3 separate regions of the Mus musculus genome follow, and all the other regions are linked to region 1. A link is a contact called in public Hi-C and promoter capture Hi-C data. All regions are on one chromosome and are shown on one strand. Each heading gives the region's core, a stretch centred on a gene start, on an enhancer-like site or on the middle of the called end of the contact. The rest is flanking DNA. Distances are from core to core; before and after follow the strand shown.

Region 1 (5,170 bases), core at 812-3,311:
GTTCCCACCCTGATTTTCTACAGTGATGGACCGTACTGTGGAACTGTAAGCTGAAATAAGCCCTTTCCTCCCCAAGTTGCTTTTGGTTTCTCACAGCTATAGAAAGCCTGAGAGACCTGGGCAAAACAGAAAAACATCAATCATTTATGTATTTATCTTTTGAAACATGGTCTCCTTACATAGCTCCGGCTGTCCTAGAACTCACTCTGTAGACCAGGTTGGCCTTGAATTCATAGAGATCCTCCTGCCTCTGCCTCCCAAGTGCAGGAATTAAAGGCATGTACAGTATACCTGGCACCTAGGCTAATCTTACACTGCTTTCTGAGTGTTCCCTGTAGCTAGGGAACTACCTAGGCCAGCCATAACCCCCATTATATTTTCAGGTGTTTTTTTTCTCCATCACTTTTAAATATAATTACATACATGAGTACTGTATTTACACCATTTCCACTCCCCAACCCCCACCCAACTCCTCCCTTGTCTTTTTCTCACTCCCTTTGAAATGTGACCTCTTCTTTAATTATTATTTTTAAACATGCAGGCACACACACATGTATAAATATAGCCTGCTGAGTCCTTTTAGTATTGATAGGATGTGTTTAGAAAAGGTGACTATGTGGGGTTGGAAAACCCATCTTCTCCCTGGAGAATAACTCTTTCTCTCTCTCCCCCCCGCATCATTAGTTGCCTGAACTCCATTTAAGAGGGGGTCTTGTGAGATTTCCCCCATCCATCTTGGGATGTCAACTGGTGCTGCAATTTTGTAGTTCTTGTTTAGACCATGGAGATTTCACAGGTGTAGCTTCCTTGTCATATACAGAAGACACCCTGATCTTTTCCCCTCTTATAATCTCTCGTGGTGGTTACAAGGCCAGCCTTGTCTACATAAGGACTACATGTAGAGATTCTGTCTCCAAACAAAATCTTTTATTTATTTATTTTTACCTTTATTTATCGTGAGAAGCGCAGATGCCACAGTGGGGTTGGGGTGGTCAGAGATTAAGTTGTTGGGAGTCTTCTATCTTGTGGGTCCCACGGGTTGGAATGAAGGTCAGACTTAACAGCAAGTGCTTTTATTTACCTACTGAACCATCTCACTGGATTTCCTAAAATATAAAATAAAATAAAAGTGTCTTTGAGACAGGGTATCATGCAGTTCAAACTAACCTAGAATTTGGGGAACTTCTGATCCTCCCACCTCTGCTCCCCTCCTGTTAGGATTGCAGGCACGCGCATGTGTTACCATGACTGGCTCATTGCTATTTTTAGGTTGACACAACTTTCTGAGACCTAGGAATTGCAGTAAAGACAACTAGGCTCCAAACTTCCCCTTTGGAATTTGGCTTCTGGGCCAAACTTCCAAACAATAGCGACAGTATTTTGATTTGTGGCTGAAGTTGTTGGGTCTGGAGGCAGACAGCTAGGCTCCTGCAGAACTCTACTACTGTTTAAGAGCGGTGATGCCCAGGAGCCATGCCTTAACCCGGGAGAGTCAGTTTCTGCCCCTAAGGATGTGATGATTCTGTGAGCCTTGCTCTTGGGTCTTGTTGGAACCTTAGGCACACCCCTTAGAGTGTAGGTAACTCAATCTTCTCATCAACAAAATGGGGACGGTAGACAAAATCAGGAAGGCTTTTGAGGACTCAGTTCCGGGTATGGAGGGAGAAAGCTGGCCTAATGTGGGGGAAGGAGCTCCACCCCTACCCACCACGTGGAGTGCCCTCCTTGCCCGCAGTGAGGCCGCAGGGCTATTCCCAAGCTCCGGGCGTGGCGGAGGCGGGGCAGGGGCTGGAGCCAGACTAGTTGAACAGACAGCCAATGCCGCCCTGAGCCCAGGCTCCCCGAGAGGCGCGGCCTGGCTTTCTCGTCTCTCTACTCCAGGGCCAGCCGGAGGGGAAAGAGGACAGCCAGGGGCCGGGCGTGGAGGCGTGGCCTCCGGCTTTTTTTTTTTTTTGTCCGCCCGGAGAAGAAAAGCTTCCTCCTGCACCTTTAAGAGGCAGAGGCGAGCATCCGATTGGCCAAGACGACAGTGACGTTACGAGGAGGCCCGCGCCCTCCCCCTCAGGCCGCGCGTTCCCGGGCAGTCTGCGCGAGGGCCGGGCCGGGTCGGGCCGGCGGCCCCCTCCGTTCCCCGTGCTTCTCCGCTTTACGTCGCCCCGGCTCCCGGGGGATGCCCCGGACCAGGTTCTCCTCATGGCTGCCGACGTTTTCATGTGTTCGCCGCGCCGGCCCCGCAGTCGGGGCCGTTCGGTGCTGCTCAAGCCTCAGGTGCCCGAGGACGACGACGACTCGGACACAGACGAGCCGTCTCCGCCGCCCCCCTCCGGCGTGGCCACTTCAGCCCGGGCCCACGCGAGCGCCGCGCCGCTGCCGCCTCGGGCCGGCCCGGGCCGCGAGGAGCCTCCGCGCCGACAGCAGATCATCCACAGCGGCCACTTCATGGTGTCCTCTCCGCACCGCGAGCACCCGCCCAAGAAGGGCTATGATTTCGACACGGTCAACAAGCAGACGTGCCAGACCTATAGCTTCGGCAAGACCAGCTCCTGCCACTTGTCCATCGATGCGTCGCTCACCAAGCTCTTCGAGTGCATGACCCTGGCCTACAGGTAGGGGACCCGGTGACGCCCCCACCCGACTCCCAGACCTGGCCGAGCCCCATCTTCACCCCGGTCTCTCTTGAACAAAAACCCAGCTTGGACCTTTGGCTTCACACTGTCCCTTTGGAAATTCCTTCTAGGACGATTTGTGAGTCTGGGGTCTCCACCATGGAGAGAGGCGCCAGGGTTCCGGCCTTGTAGCCCTGTCAGCCGGTCGTTCCTGGGTTCTTCCGGCTTCGTGTTCCCCATCCAGGCCCTCCCCTCCTCCAATGCCCGTGGTCACCGGTTTTAGACAAGAGTTAGGTGTAGCTACAGGCTGTGTGTTGTTGTTTTCCTCCTTTTCTTTTGGCTCTGTGGACCCCTTCCTTCTATTGCTTTGTGTGTTTACAGCAACACCCAACGGTTAAGATCACCTGTCCAGGGTGGCTAGGGCGCTGGCTGCACTATCTTAATGATTGTGTAACGCCTTGGAGCCTGTTTCCTTGTCTATAAAGGGGGGCGGGGTGGGGGGTGACAGTAGTGTTGACCTCTAGGGGGCTGCTTCAGGGAAGGGTTGAGATAGGCCGAGTGGGTTTTTAGGTGCTGCTTAAATGTGAGTTACTTTTCCTGATTGTCCATGCATCTGGAGCCTGGGTTCTCTTACATCTCCTTTACAGGGAAATTCTGAGGCAGGACCCTTTGCACACAGTGGACTTGTGGAGTTTATTTTCCTGGGAAGTTGGAATTTGTTTTTGTTTTGTTTTGTTTGTTTGTTTCCTTTTTGAGCCAGGGTCTTTTGAGCAGATGCTGGCTGGCCTTGAACTCCTCCTGACTGCCCTGCCTCCGCTTCCCAAATTCTGTGATCACAAACATATGCCTCTCATGCCCACATCTGGCTAGAGGGTTTTCTGACTGACCCTAAAAACTTATGTGTGAGATGTCAGTAGGGCTGACATCCCAGACACTGCCCTGAAACGGGGAATTCAGCTTTGGACAGAGATCTCTTTTGAACGTCATAGAAATGCCTTTCCTTGGAGGGCTAGCCTTTCTTTCTACCCTCTTACTCTTCCCCAGTATGTCTTCTAGGCAGGCATTTTAGGCAAGTTTTCTGCCTCAGCCAGAGACCTTCTCTGAACTGCTAGTGATTAGAGCAGCCCATATGGGTGGTAGCTTCAAGCAGGACCCACACTGACTGGGCTTGCTTTAGCAACTATACTGGCTTTGGCTTCATGAGAGTCCTGATGCACAGCTGGCAGCCTAGAGAAAATTTCCCAGGTTACTCCGAAGACCATGGAAAGAAGCACAGGACCACTCCTAGGGTTTTTTTTGTGTGTGTGTGTGTGTGTTACCTTGATACCTATGTATCCAGGAGCTCACTATATAACCTGGACTGGCCCCAAACTTGCAGTAAGTAATCCTCCTGCTTTAGCTTCTCAAGTGTTGGGATTACAGGTGCTGCCATGGCTAGCCCTGTTTTGGGTTTTGGTTTTACTTAATTTCTAAAGCTAGCCTGCAAAGTAGTAGGTTTTAGCAAGCCGTTTTCATTCATAAGGATTACATTCATAAGGATTCATAAGGTTTTTGTTATCGTTGCTTTGTTTTCTTGAGACTGGTCTTGCTGTTATCCAGGAGGCTGGTCTTAAATTCATGGTTTCAAGCAACCCTCCTTCCCCCCACCCCCAACCCTCGCCTCTCTCTCAGGGTGGTAGATAATAAGCCCCGATAATCGAAATTAAAAGCATTACTCAATTGCCTGAAGTTAAAATACTTGATAGTTGGCTCTGCATGGCATTTTCCCTCCCTGGAATAAGTGATTAGTCAACTTGTTCCTTTGTTATGTTTCTGAAATGCACCCTCACCCCCATTTCCTCTTGTGGAGGTTTCCCTGATGGCTTATTCCTGTAGCATAGCTCTTCCTTCTGTCACCTTTACGTGGCATATTGGTCAGCCTCCGCTTTGACTCTTAGACCTTGCCAGGTTGAGCTGGCCCCGAGCCTGGGGAGGTACTCTTGTTTTTAAATGGACAGCTGACAGTGAAGTCGCAGTCCCTCACTCTTGAGCATTTATGTTGGAATCAGAATCAGACTCATTTAGATTACAGCATAAACTAGTCTCTGGGAAATGCTTTTCAAACAAAATCAGGGCCAAAGGACAGGAATGTGTTCTTATTAAGAGAACTTAATCCTTTTTTCTTTTAATTTAATATAAACTTCTGCATGTATAGGGAGAGAAAGCTGCTTGAGCCACTGGAGGCTCAGGCTAGAAATTCTCACTGAGTAAGCTCTGCTAAAGGAAAAATAAGCCAGTGTCCCTTTGTGCTCTATTGGAATAACCTAGAAATAACACCAACCGAATAATCCCATCATTTTGGCACCTCACCTTTTCTGAGTTAATTTTCTTGACTGCAGAATGCATCACTAGTTGGATACAAGAAGCTTACTTGCTCTTTGGTATCTCCAGCCCCCGTTCAGAAGCCTCTTTAGCTTGCCCTTGCATGGGGTCAGAACCTTCACTTCTTTTCCAGGTTTTTCCTGCTTGGGCTGGAAGGAAGGCCAGTTGGGTCTTCTATGTGACTGTTGTTGGCCTAGGTTCTC
Region 2 (5,170 bases), core at 1,733-4,232, 2.0 Mb before region 1:
GAAGTGTTAAGCTCATTATGAGAGCAGAAGTGTTTGGTTCACAAAGTTTCACGGGAATCAGGCTGGCATGGTAGGTCAGGCCTATCGTCCCAGCTTCCTTGAGGGCTGAGGGAAGAGGATCACCCGGACTGCAGAGGAAGTTCAAGCCCACCATGGACAAGTCCTGTTACCCCCGTCGAGAAATCAAAAGTAAAAAGAGTGTTAGGGATGCCATTCAGTGGTAGAATGTTCTCCAAGTATGCATGAGGACCTAGGCCCAATATCCTGATCACCCAAAACAAACCAACAATAACCCCCCCACCAAGCTAGTGTGGTGGATACAACTATGCTCCTTGAATTGAGGAATTTAAGGCAGGGGGATCAGGACTTTGAGGCCAGCTGAGGCTATGTCTCCAAATCCAACACAAGAGGCTGGAGAAGGGCTGGCAAGATGGCTCAGTGGTTAAGAGCACCGACTGCTCTTCTGAAGGTCCTGAGTTCAAATCTCAGCAACCACATGGTGGCTCACAACCATCCGTAATGGGATCTGATGTCCTCTTCTGGAGTGTCTGAAGACAGCTACAGTGTACTTATAATATAATAAATGAATCTTAAAAAAAAAAAAAGAGGCTGCAGAGATAGCTCAGCAGTTATGAGCTGTTTGCTCTGCCATAGGACCAGAGTTTGGTCCCCAGTGCTCACGCTGTGGTTTGAAATGTGCTGTGACTCAAGTCCAGGGATCTGACACACTCTTGTAGCCTCTGATAGCTGCAGGCACATATGTGGTGCACAGGCGTCCATGTAAGGGAGTGCCTGTACACATAAAAAGAATAGGGCAGGAGCGGGCTCCAGGGGTGTGAGCTTTGGATAAGCAAGCATGATGTCTTGGCTTCTGATCCTGAGCACACATGGGAAAGGCTGGGCTTGCCTTACTGTAGCTTCAAATGGAGGACGGCAGAAACTTGCTGGCTGCCAGCTCAGCTGAAAAAATAGCCAGCTCCACGTTCAGTTGAGAGACCCTCTCTCAGGTGAATGGGATGAGGACTGACAGAGAAGGACAAACAGCCACCTTCTCTCGCCTCTTCAGGTACTCATTACCCCCACACATGTATGCATACATACAAAAATACTGAAAACATTCTGTGTACTGCCTGGGTCTATGTAGTTAAAAATTCTGAGCCTAGGCAAGTCCTCTGGGTGTGTGCTGATTCAGGCGTGTGTATGTGTGTATGTGTGTCATTTTGAATGTAAACTTTAATTTAAAACATGTGTATAAGCATTTTGTCTGCATGTACAACTAACTGTGCAGCACCTGTATCCAGTGCCCAGAGGCCAGAAGAGGGCCTCAGATTCCCTGCAACTAAAGTTACCGACAGTTGTGGTGCTGGGAACTGAACCTTGGTTTGTTTTCCTTCCATTTTTCCTTCCTTCCTCTTCCTCCTCTTTTTCAAGACAGGGTTTCTCTGTGTAGCCCTGGCTGTCCTGGAACTCACTCTGTAGACCAGGCTGGCCTCAAACTCAGAAATCCACCTGCCTCTGCCTCCCAAGTGCTTGGACTAAAGGCGTGCGCCACCATGCCCTGGCAGCTTTCACATTTTTACAGTGGATTACAACCTTTCTGAAGCTGCAACCTTTTAACACAGGGCCTCATGTTGTGGTGACCCCTACCCCCAACCATGAAATTATTTCATTGCTACTTCATAACTGTAACTTTGCTCATGTTACCAATTGTAAACATCTGAAATAGAATGAATGAGGGTCACGAACCACAGGTTGAGAACCACTGTGGTAGACAGAGAGACCCTCCACACTTTGGGTATTGGAGTGCCCACACACATATATACAGAAACACACATGAAATAACCAATGGTAAGCTTTTAAAACTTGTAAGGGACACATTCAAACAGTTATACATCTGTACAGGGTACTATGTATTGCCCCATACTTGTATACATTGTGTAATGTTTAAATCCCTAAGCTAAATCAGCTCAAACATGTACCATTTCTTCTCCCTCTCTTTTGAGACAGGGTCTTCCTATGTAGCTAGCCCAGTCTGGCCCTTACTAGCCTCTTGTCTTAGCCCCTTCAGTGCGGTAGTTACGGATATACACCTTACATACCGCTAAAGCTACAAGATTCACTGGTCTGTGAAAGTGTTACAAACGCCAAATCCAGTTACATGCAGCTGGAGAAGAGGAGCCATGAACTGAGGGAAAAATTGTTGGGGCAAGGAGGAATGCCAGCCAAATAGGGCAAGCAACCACTTGGTGGGAGAACCTTTTTATTTTTATTTCTATCCATTTCTTTATAGGGACAGGGTCTCTACATAGCCTTGGCTGTCCTGGAACTCATTATGTAGACCAGGCTAACCTCGAACTCAAGGAGATCCGCCTGCCTCTGCCTCCCGAGTGCTGGGGATACCTTTAGCTCCTTGTCATTATCGCCGCCCAAATAGCACTCATAACTCTGGGCCGTGCGAATTGTAAATCTGTACAAAGAAAGCTCATTATACCGTCTAGTGCCGTGGGAATGTTAAAAGCAACCTACTTAAAGAGCTTGCACTAGTGTCTAGCCACGCACAGCACTGAGTTCAGGGAACGGGTGGAGGAGGGCTCGCAGGCTTTTTCTACAGTTTCACTGTTGGGCAAGCACGCTCCCAGGGCTCCCACTCAACAAGTTCCAGGTTGCTTCACCATCAAGGGCCAAAACCAACTGGTTCTTCTAGCTGTTACAGTCAGTGAGATTAAACCGCACTCTCTCTCCACGCCTTCAACCACAACAACCGCCCCTGGGGTCCCGATGACTCCGCAGGCAAAAAAAAAAAAAAAAAAAAAAAAAATCAAACCACAGCGCCAATTAAAGGAGAGGCGAGCCACCCTTTCTACGCAGGCGCACTCCGCCGTACCTCCCCTCCACTATCGCGATAGGTCGGCGAGCTCGACGCTGGCCCTTTAACGGCCCCTTCCCGGGGGCCTGCTCAGCGCTTGCGCACTGAGGTTCTGCGCTTGTCATCATGGCGACGCGGGGCCATGTGCAGGACCCTAACGACCGGCGCCTCCGGCCCATTTACGGTGAGTACCCCGGAGTCGGTCTGTTAGCCACCGCGGCGAGACAAAGCGTGCCCCGGTTCGGGCGAAGGCCAGGGAGGGTCGCTGGGGTCGCGCGCGGGGTGGGGCGGCGAGGGGGCGGACCGCGCGGGGCGCTAGGCCGCAGCCTCGCCCTCGCTTAGGCGCGGACCCCGGCGTCGCTGGACCCGGAGGCGACAAGACAACGGTGGGTGCGCGCCGCTGTCAACTCTGTGCGGATCGCGCCGCCGCTTGGAGACCAGCGCTCCCGGCAGGTTGTTTTATTCCAGCCGCTCCCGAGGAACCCCCGCGCGGTCTTTTCTTGCAGGTGACAAGCGGCTCAGGCGCGACGGTGGGAGCGCTCGCCTCCGGAAGGGAGATACCCCAGTGATGATTGCTCTGGGTACCAGGATGAGGATCCGGGGAGGGCTGTCTTACAGAATGTAGTCTAAGTGCACGTGGGGAAACTGAGACCCGGAGAAGGGAAGGGGCTGATGCAAGGTCACTGAGACCCGAGTCCCATCCTGATGCAGGAACAGCTGTTCTGGGCACACGTGGGAGGCGGGGGGGAGGGGGTCGCGGGCCCCGAATAGCGGGCAAGAGATGGCAGGAGCTGGTGTTGCCGGAGCGGCCGGCCAGGCTGCTGGAATGGAAGGTTTTTTGTTTTTTTTAACCTTTCAGCACCGTGTCTGAGGTTTATTCTCTGCCTCTTGACTTCCTCGTGCTTTTGCTTGCGTTGAACCCTCCTCACGGCGCGCATCCCAAACCCCGCAGGCTTTCAAGATGTGTCTTTATCGTCATCTTCCCACCGTAATAGAATAAAAAGAATCACCAAACTGAGTCAGAGAGAAAACACTTTGCAGTGACTGAGATGTTCTGTTATTGGAAGCGGTGCCTTATTTATTTATTTATTTATTTTATTTAATTTTGCCATGTCTCGCTCGCCTCGTTGATGGTTGTATGGTCTTGTCTCAGGTAATGATGAGGAAGGAAGCTTTATCAAGGTCAGTGCTTTTTTTTTTTTTTTTTTTTTGGCTACAGCAGACCTCACGTTTTCAGTGTGGCTATGGGTTTTGGGCTCTTTCGTTTTTAGGGGTTTTCCTCTCCCCTTGGCAGAATGGGTGCTTGTGTCTCTAGCAAATTGGTACATATGTGGGTTCTTGCTTGCCAGTTTGATGTCTGTGCACCACGTGCATTCCTGGTGCTTGAAGAGGGGCATCAGGATGTCCTGGATCTGTAGTTACAGACTGTTGTAAGCCAGGGTGTAGGTGCTGGGTCTGGAACAAGACCTCTCTATGTAGCCCTCGACTGCGTGGAACTCATAGAAATCACCAGCTTTCTGCCTTCCGAGTGCTGGGATTAAAGGTGCCACCAAACCCAGCTGCTCATTCCTTCCTTTTTTTTGAGACAGGGTTTCTCTGTGTAGCCCTGGCTGTCCTGGAACTCACCTTGTAGACCAGGCTGGCCTCGCTGGCCTCGAACTCAGACATCTGCCCGCCTCTGCTTCCCAAGTGCTGGGATTAAAGGCAGGCACTACCACTGCCCAGTACTCTTTTCTTTTTTTAAGTAACAGGTCTTGAACTCCTTAGGTGGACCAGCTGGACTCAAGCTTTCAGCTCCCCTGCCTGTGGCTCCCAACTGTTGGGATTACAGTCACGTGGCCCTATGCCCAGCAATCATACTTTCATATATGTGTGTGATGAAATTCTTTTTTTATTCCATTTGATGAAGAAATGTTTTTTGGGCGTGTGTGTGTGGTGGAGTGTGGTCACATGAATGACACTGTGAGCCTGTGGAGTTCAGAGGACACCATGCTAGAGGGAGTTGGTTCTTCCCTATCATAAAGGTCCTGGGCTATCGTAAACGTTATCAGGAATGGTGGTAAGTACCCTCACCTGATGAGCCATCTCTACAGCCCTTGGTGCTCTGTTGTGTGATGGCTTACCTTCCCATCACTTGTTTCTAGCAGTAATGGCCCTGTGGGTAATCATAATGAGTTTAGAAAACTTAATCCAGTCTGTGCCCTTGAGCTTTCAACACACACACACACACACACACACACACACACTCCCCGTAGACAGCTGGAGCAGGAATCCTATTGCTCTTATGTGATTTATCTAGCTCAG
Region 3 (5,170 bases), core at 1,163-3,662, 1.9 Mb before region 1:
AAGGCGAGGCATGTAACAAGATTCCTGGACAAAACACCAGGAGGCGCCCTTTGTCTTTTAAGAGAACAGTCAGAATGAGGAACTGAGAACACAGAAGGGGACTCTAAAGGCGCCTGTGTTGAGGGGTTGGACAGGGCTGTTTTGGAAAGGGTTGCTGTTAGGACCCCCCCTATACCTGTTAAGACACCTGTTCACTCATGGGAACGCAACTCATCTGGTATGCTGTGTAGAGAGTCAGAAAAATACATCAGGTACTTCAGGGCATTGGTGGCACACGCCTTCAAACCCAGCACTAGGGAGAGTGGCAGAGGCAGGCAGATCTCTCTGAGTTCGAGGCCCGTCTGCTCTACAGAGCTAGTTCCAGGACAGCCAAAGTTACAAAGAAAAGCCCTGTTTAAAAAAAAAAACAAAAACAAAAACAAAAAAATAAAAATCATATCAGGTACTTCATAAACATGTCATCGTCTATGAAATATGAATGAGAAGCTGAAAACGGCAAGGAGTGCCCTCACGGGTACCAACAGGTCAATCTGGGCAACTGAGAAAGCGAGGGGACAAGAGAAGTTAACATTTAACCTAAGACAGAGCCACGAGAAGTAACCTATTCCAAAGATGGCAAAGAATGTTCCAGTCACAAGGAACGGCCACTGCGGATGGACTAACAGCTGTGAGCTAGGGGCAGTCAGAGAGAAGGCTTGTGTTGCCTGGAGACGATTGGAAAAGGGGGCAAATGACTAGGAAATGAGATGGAATAAGGGTCGTTCCTTGCTTGCTACTATATTAAGTAGAATCTCATGGTGCTGCCTGGTGGCCTGTGGGGTTAAGGGGGGGAGGGAGATGACACCCTCAGGGCAGATCCTTAAAGATGGAGAAGCAGGGAGCTGGTGAGAAGGCTCAGTGGTTAAGAGTGCCAACTGCTCTTCTGAAGGTCCTGAGTTCAAATCCCAGCAACCAAACAGTGGCTCACAACCATCCGTAACAAAATCTGATGCCCTCTTCTGAAGTGTCTGAAGACAGCTACAGTGTACTTACATATAATAAATAAATCTTTAAAAAAAAAAGATGGAGAAGCAGCAACTGACTAAACCCATGGTGCAAAATGTCCTTTTTATTCACACTTGGACTGTGGTATTACTAGGTTGCTATATAGGTTGGATGGATGACTAATAAGATGCTTAATTTTTTTTAATTAAAAAAAAATACAAACTTGAATGGGTTACACGTGTGTGGGGGGGGGGGTTCCTAACAGCAACCCTTTCCAAAACAGCCCTGTCCAACCCCTCAACACAGGCGCCTTTAGAGTCCCCTTCTGCGTTCTCAGTTCCTCATTCTGACACAATAAGAAAATGACCAAGTCTCTCCGCGCTAAGCCCAATAGAGGAACTAAGAAGATTCTGGTAACTAGAGACATGCACGAAGAACTGAGTCCAGAGGCCACTGCACTCAGCCTGCAACATTTCCACCGTCCATTTGCTCAGTCTTCGAAACCAATTTTTGTTTTAAAATAAATAAAATTGCTGAGGGTAGTGTAGTTTCTTACATGCCTTGACCGGGTTTTGTTCATTTCGTACTCCACTCCCCCAAGATGCTCTCTACAGGTGGGAGCCCTGCAATCTTTTTAACCCTTGCACTTTGTAGGGGGGCCGTGTGCGGTCTGAACCCGGTTTGCACATGGCCAAGAACGCTACAATCCATCCTCCGAGGAGCAGACTGGCATGCTAACCCAGTTCTCTCGGCCATCTCCACCCCATCCGAGAGCCTAGGAGCGTAGACCTCGCCCCGCCCTCCGGTCTTCCACTTGTGACTCGTGGATTGGATCTTTCCTATCATTGTCTTTTTCCCCAGTTGATAAAGGAAAAGGGACACTTGGTTCCCTTTGACTGCGCTTTGGTAGCTTTTTGTAAAAAAACAGATGTAGCGAGTACCGGGGTTGCAAGGATGCCGGGTGGTCAGGGTGCGCCCCTGCTCTGTCGACACTGGGCCTATAGGATGGTGGGGCGTGTAGGGATGGTCCCCAAGGACTGCCTGCTGCTGCCACCCCTCCGGGCCCAACGTCCCCGTGGGCTCGCGCTGCCACGGGCGTCTATCTGCACCTGCGCACGATCCCCGTCGCCCGCCGCCCTCATTACCTTGTAGAAAGTGACTGTGTCCAAGGGAAGGGCACCCTTCGTGTGTAGGCCGCTGCCGCCGTGCGGAGCAAAGAGGAGCAGCAGGCCCAGGAGCACGGACAGCAGTGGGGAGAGAGAAGCAGCGCCAGACACCCCGGCGGCGGCGGCCATCACGCCGGATGGTGGGAGCGGGAGAGACAGGCAAGCTACAGGCGGAGCGCTCCGAGTGGGCGGTCACGTCACGGGGAGGGCCGTCCTGCCGGCGGCGCGCATGAACGCAAGCGGCCACCGCCAGAGCGAGATGCTCCGGCCGCCTCCGGGGTGGAAGGGAGGGGCCGCGGAGGGGCGGGGCAGAGAGAGGGAGCGGCTGCGCATGCGTCGTAGGCGGAGCGGCGAGCGGGCGGGGTCGCGGGACGGGACGGGCCTGCCGCGCACGCGCACGCGCACGCGCACGCGCACTTGGCGACACTCGGCTAGGCCGTGTTCCGCTGCGTTCTCGCGGGAGGCGCCGCTTCGACCCTTCCCCTCGTTGCCCTCTCTCTCGCCTCGGAAGAAGACGTGGCGGCGTCCCTTCCTTCCCTGCGCTGGGCGGTCCTGCGGTCTCAAGAGACCCGCCGCCTCCCTCGGTTAGTCAGCTGTTTGTCACTGGTAGTCGCTGTCCTGCCCTTGTAGACCCCCGGTTGCAGCTCTGGTCAGGCCCGCGGGGACACTTAGGCAATGTGGCCTCCCATGTCGCAGGAGGTTGGGGAAAAGGCCTATTCGCCTTCGTGCTTTTTGGTCAAGTGTTGGTGGGTGGCACAGGCCTAATTTCAGCACGAGGCAGGGGGGTGACAAGACCAGGCTGGGCTGTCCCGTTTTCAAGGACTAGCTTATGGTACGTTCTGATTGTCTTCAGCACAGGGATAAAGGCTCGAAGGAATTCCTTATTGGAGACGACAGAGGGATCGTGGCCAGCAGGCTGTGTGAGCCAGCACAGGACATTCAATCCCAGTGCTAGCTGGGAAAACTGGCAGGCTGGTCTCTGAGTTGGAAGCCAAACCTCATCCATATACTGTGTTCCTGGAACTAGTACCTTCCACATCTAAGTTCCGTCCTTAGCACCCAAGGGGGAAAGCACAACTTTAATCACACCACTCCAAAGGCCAAGGGTGGCGAACCTGAGTTCAAGGCCAGCCTGGTCTACAGAGTGAGTTCTAGGCTATTCAAAGTCAACAAGGGTCTTCGAAAGACAGACACAAAACAGGCTGGGTGTGGACTACTTGCCAGTACTGGGGAGGCAAGGAGGATGCCCAAATTGGGGGGGCGGGGGGAAGGAAAAAGAGCGAATGATGAATGAAGATAGGTTGGTCAGTGGCCTATCCATGTATACAAATCTACATTCGCGTGCACACACACACACACACACACCTGTAGAATCATGAAAAAGCTAGACCATGTTGTGCTTTTTTTTTCCCTCTTTTTTTTATTACTGTTAAATCTCAAACCCTAGGTGAGACAAACGGCTGTGGTGACTAACATCAAAGTGGACCTGGCCATGAGGTTCTCCCAGAATCCCTCAGGGTATGACAGGCATGCCCTGCTCCCTACCCTAAACTTCTCCAGTCCAAGGGCTGGGCTGCCCTTCCTCCAGCCGCCTTTCCCTATAATAATCCAGCCATTTAAGCTATGGCAGTCTCTTGGTCAGTGTCTTGGCCCAGGCTGCCCCTCTTAACTGGGACTCTCCTCCCCTCTCTCCTCCCTTCCCCCTCTCTCCACATGGCTCATGGTCATGTTCACTCCGGACTGTGGTCTTCCTTTTTTAGCTACAATAAACTTCCTCCTCCATCATCCCTAGGAGCAGCCCTTCTATAAAAAGCACAGCTTATTACAGCTGCTGCCTTATGACCACCCCTCTAATAGACAGCTAGGTGCCCTGCATTTGACTGGCCGTACTGACCTTGACATCTAGCACAGACTGTGCAAGTATGATGCACCACTGGTCATTCTGCCGCAGTGTGACACGGCTATGTAGGTCCTTCTTTTTGACTTGTGTGTGTGGTATCCAGACTGCTATCCACCCAGTAAGTATTAAAATCTTTCCTCCCCATCTCGTGCCCTTTCCAAATCCCTGCAGAGGTATATCCCGCCTTTGAAGAACCTGTATTACGAGTCCGTCCTGCTCACGTGTGTCAGCACAGTATCTGGGAGATACTTGGTGAGCATGACTTTGAAAAGTAGGGAGCACTCATGAAGCAGTAGGAATCAGGATGTGGTACCGCACGCTGAGCACTGTGAACCTATGTAAAGGCAAACTCAGGAGCGGGGGCAAAATAAAGTCTCTCACTGACCTGAGGGGTTTACAGCCACCAGAGGCCTCCATTGGAGTGTTGCCAGATTTGTGTATGAAAACATTCCATAGAGATGAAGAAATGGCTGGGTGTGGCTTTAGTCCCAAGCCTTCCTGGGAAGGAGAGTGCCTGAGACCTGAGGAAACCTGAGGACTTTGGAATAAGCAATATCCTCGAAGTGGACTAAGTCGTGTGCCTCCAGTGCACTGTAATTGCATTTGGAGAGAGAATTACAGTAATTACAGAAATAGTTAAACCTAAATGAAATCCAACAGCGGGGGCCCAATCCAGTGGGCCTCGTGTCCCTTTATGAAAAAGAGATTACAACTGGACATGATGGCCAGCGCCTTTGATCCCAGCACTCAGGCGAAGGCAGGTGGGGCCCTGTAAGTGGGAAGCCAGCCTGGTCAACCTGGGTTGTATCGCTATAAAAATGAATGAATGAAGAGAATGCATCAGAAGGGAGAAGACTGAGGCTGAGGGCAGTGGGTAGCTCTCGCAGTATTTAAAGGAGGTGAGAGAAGTTCCTGGAAATTAGGAATGGCCTAGGGAGTAGGGTGGGAAGGGGAGTGGCGGGGATCTGGGAAGAGCTGGAGGAGGAAGGTAAATGTGCTCAAAATGTACAGGGCTCTCAAAGAACAAACAGTACTTGTTTTAAGAAGTGCCTCAAGCCGGGCATGGTGGCGCACGCCTTTAATCCCAGCACTCGGGAGGCAGAGGCAGGCAGATTTCTGA

Evidence for each region. A called contact is a pair of places that touch in the nucleus more often than the background predicts. Capture Hi-C pulls out chosen DNA fragments and counts their contacts.
Region 2: a promoter capture Hi-C map of adipose tissue shows a contact between it and region 1, with 3 times the contacts expected there. The contact joins the promoter of Naa25 here to the promoter of Mlxip in region 1. A contact is called at or near these places in 1 of 39 promoter capture datasets (pre-B cells), 1 of 115 datasets of contacts at active chromatin or transcription factors (pancreatic cancer cells) and 1 of 9 other capture datasets (adipose tissue).
Region 3: a Hi-C map of B cells shows a contact between it and region 1, with 5 read pairs. The contact joins the promoter of Erp29 here to the promoter of Mlxip in region 1.

Annotation. Positions count from the first base shown.
Region 1 is chr5:123,392,737-123,397,906 of GRCm38.p6, forward strand. Mlxip (MLX interacting protein) reads left to right here and starts at 2,062. Exons shown (of 17, transcript NM_133917.3): 1 at 2,062-2,606. The coding sequence starts at 2,194.
Region 2 is chr5:121,395,013-121,400,182 of GRCm38.p6, forward strand. Naa25 (N(alpha)-acetyltransferase 25, NatB auxiliary subunit) reads left to right here and starts at 2,983. Exons shown (of 24, transcript NM_172722.4): 1 at 2,983-3,050. The coding sequence starts at 2,993.
Region 3 is chr5:121,450,062-121,455,231 of GRCm38.p6, forward strand. Erp29 (endoplasmic reticulum protein 29) reads right to left here and starts at 2,413. Exons shown (of 3, transcript NM_026129.2): 1 at 2,130-2,413. The coding sequence starts at 2,279. It also overlaps a transcript of Tmem116 not described here.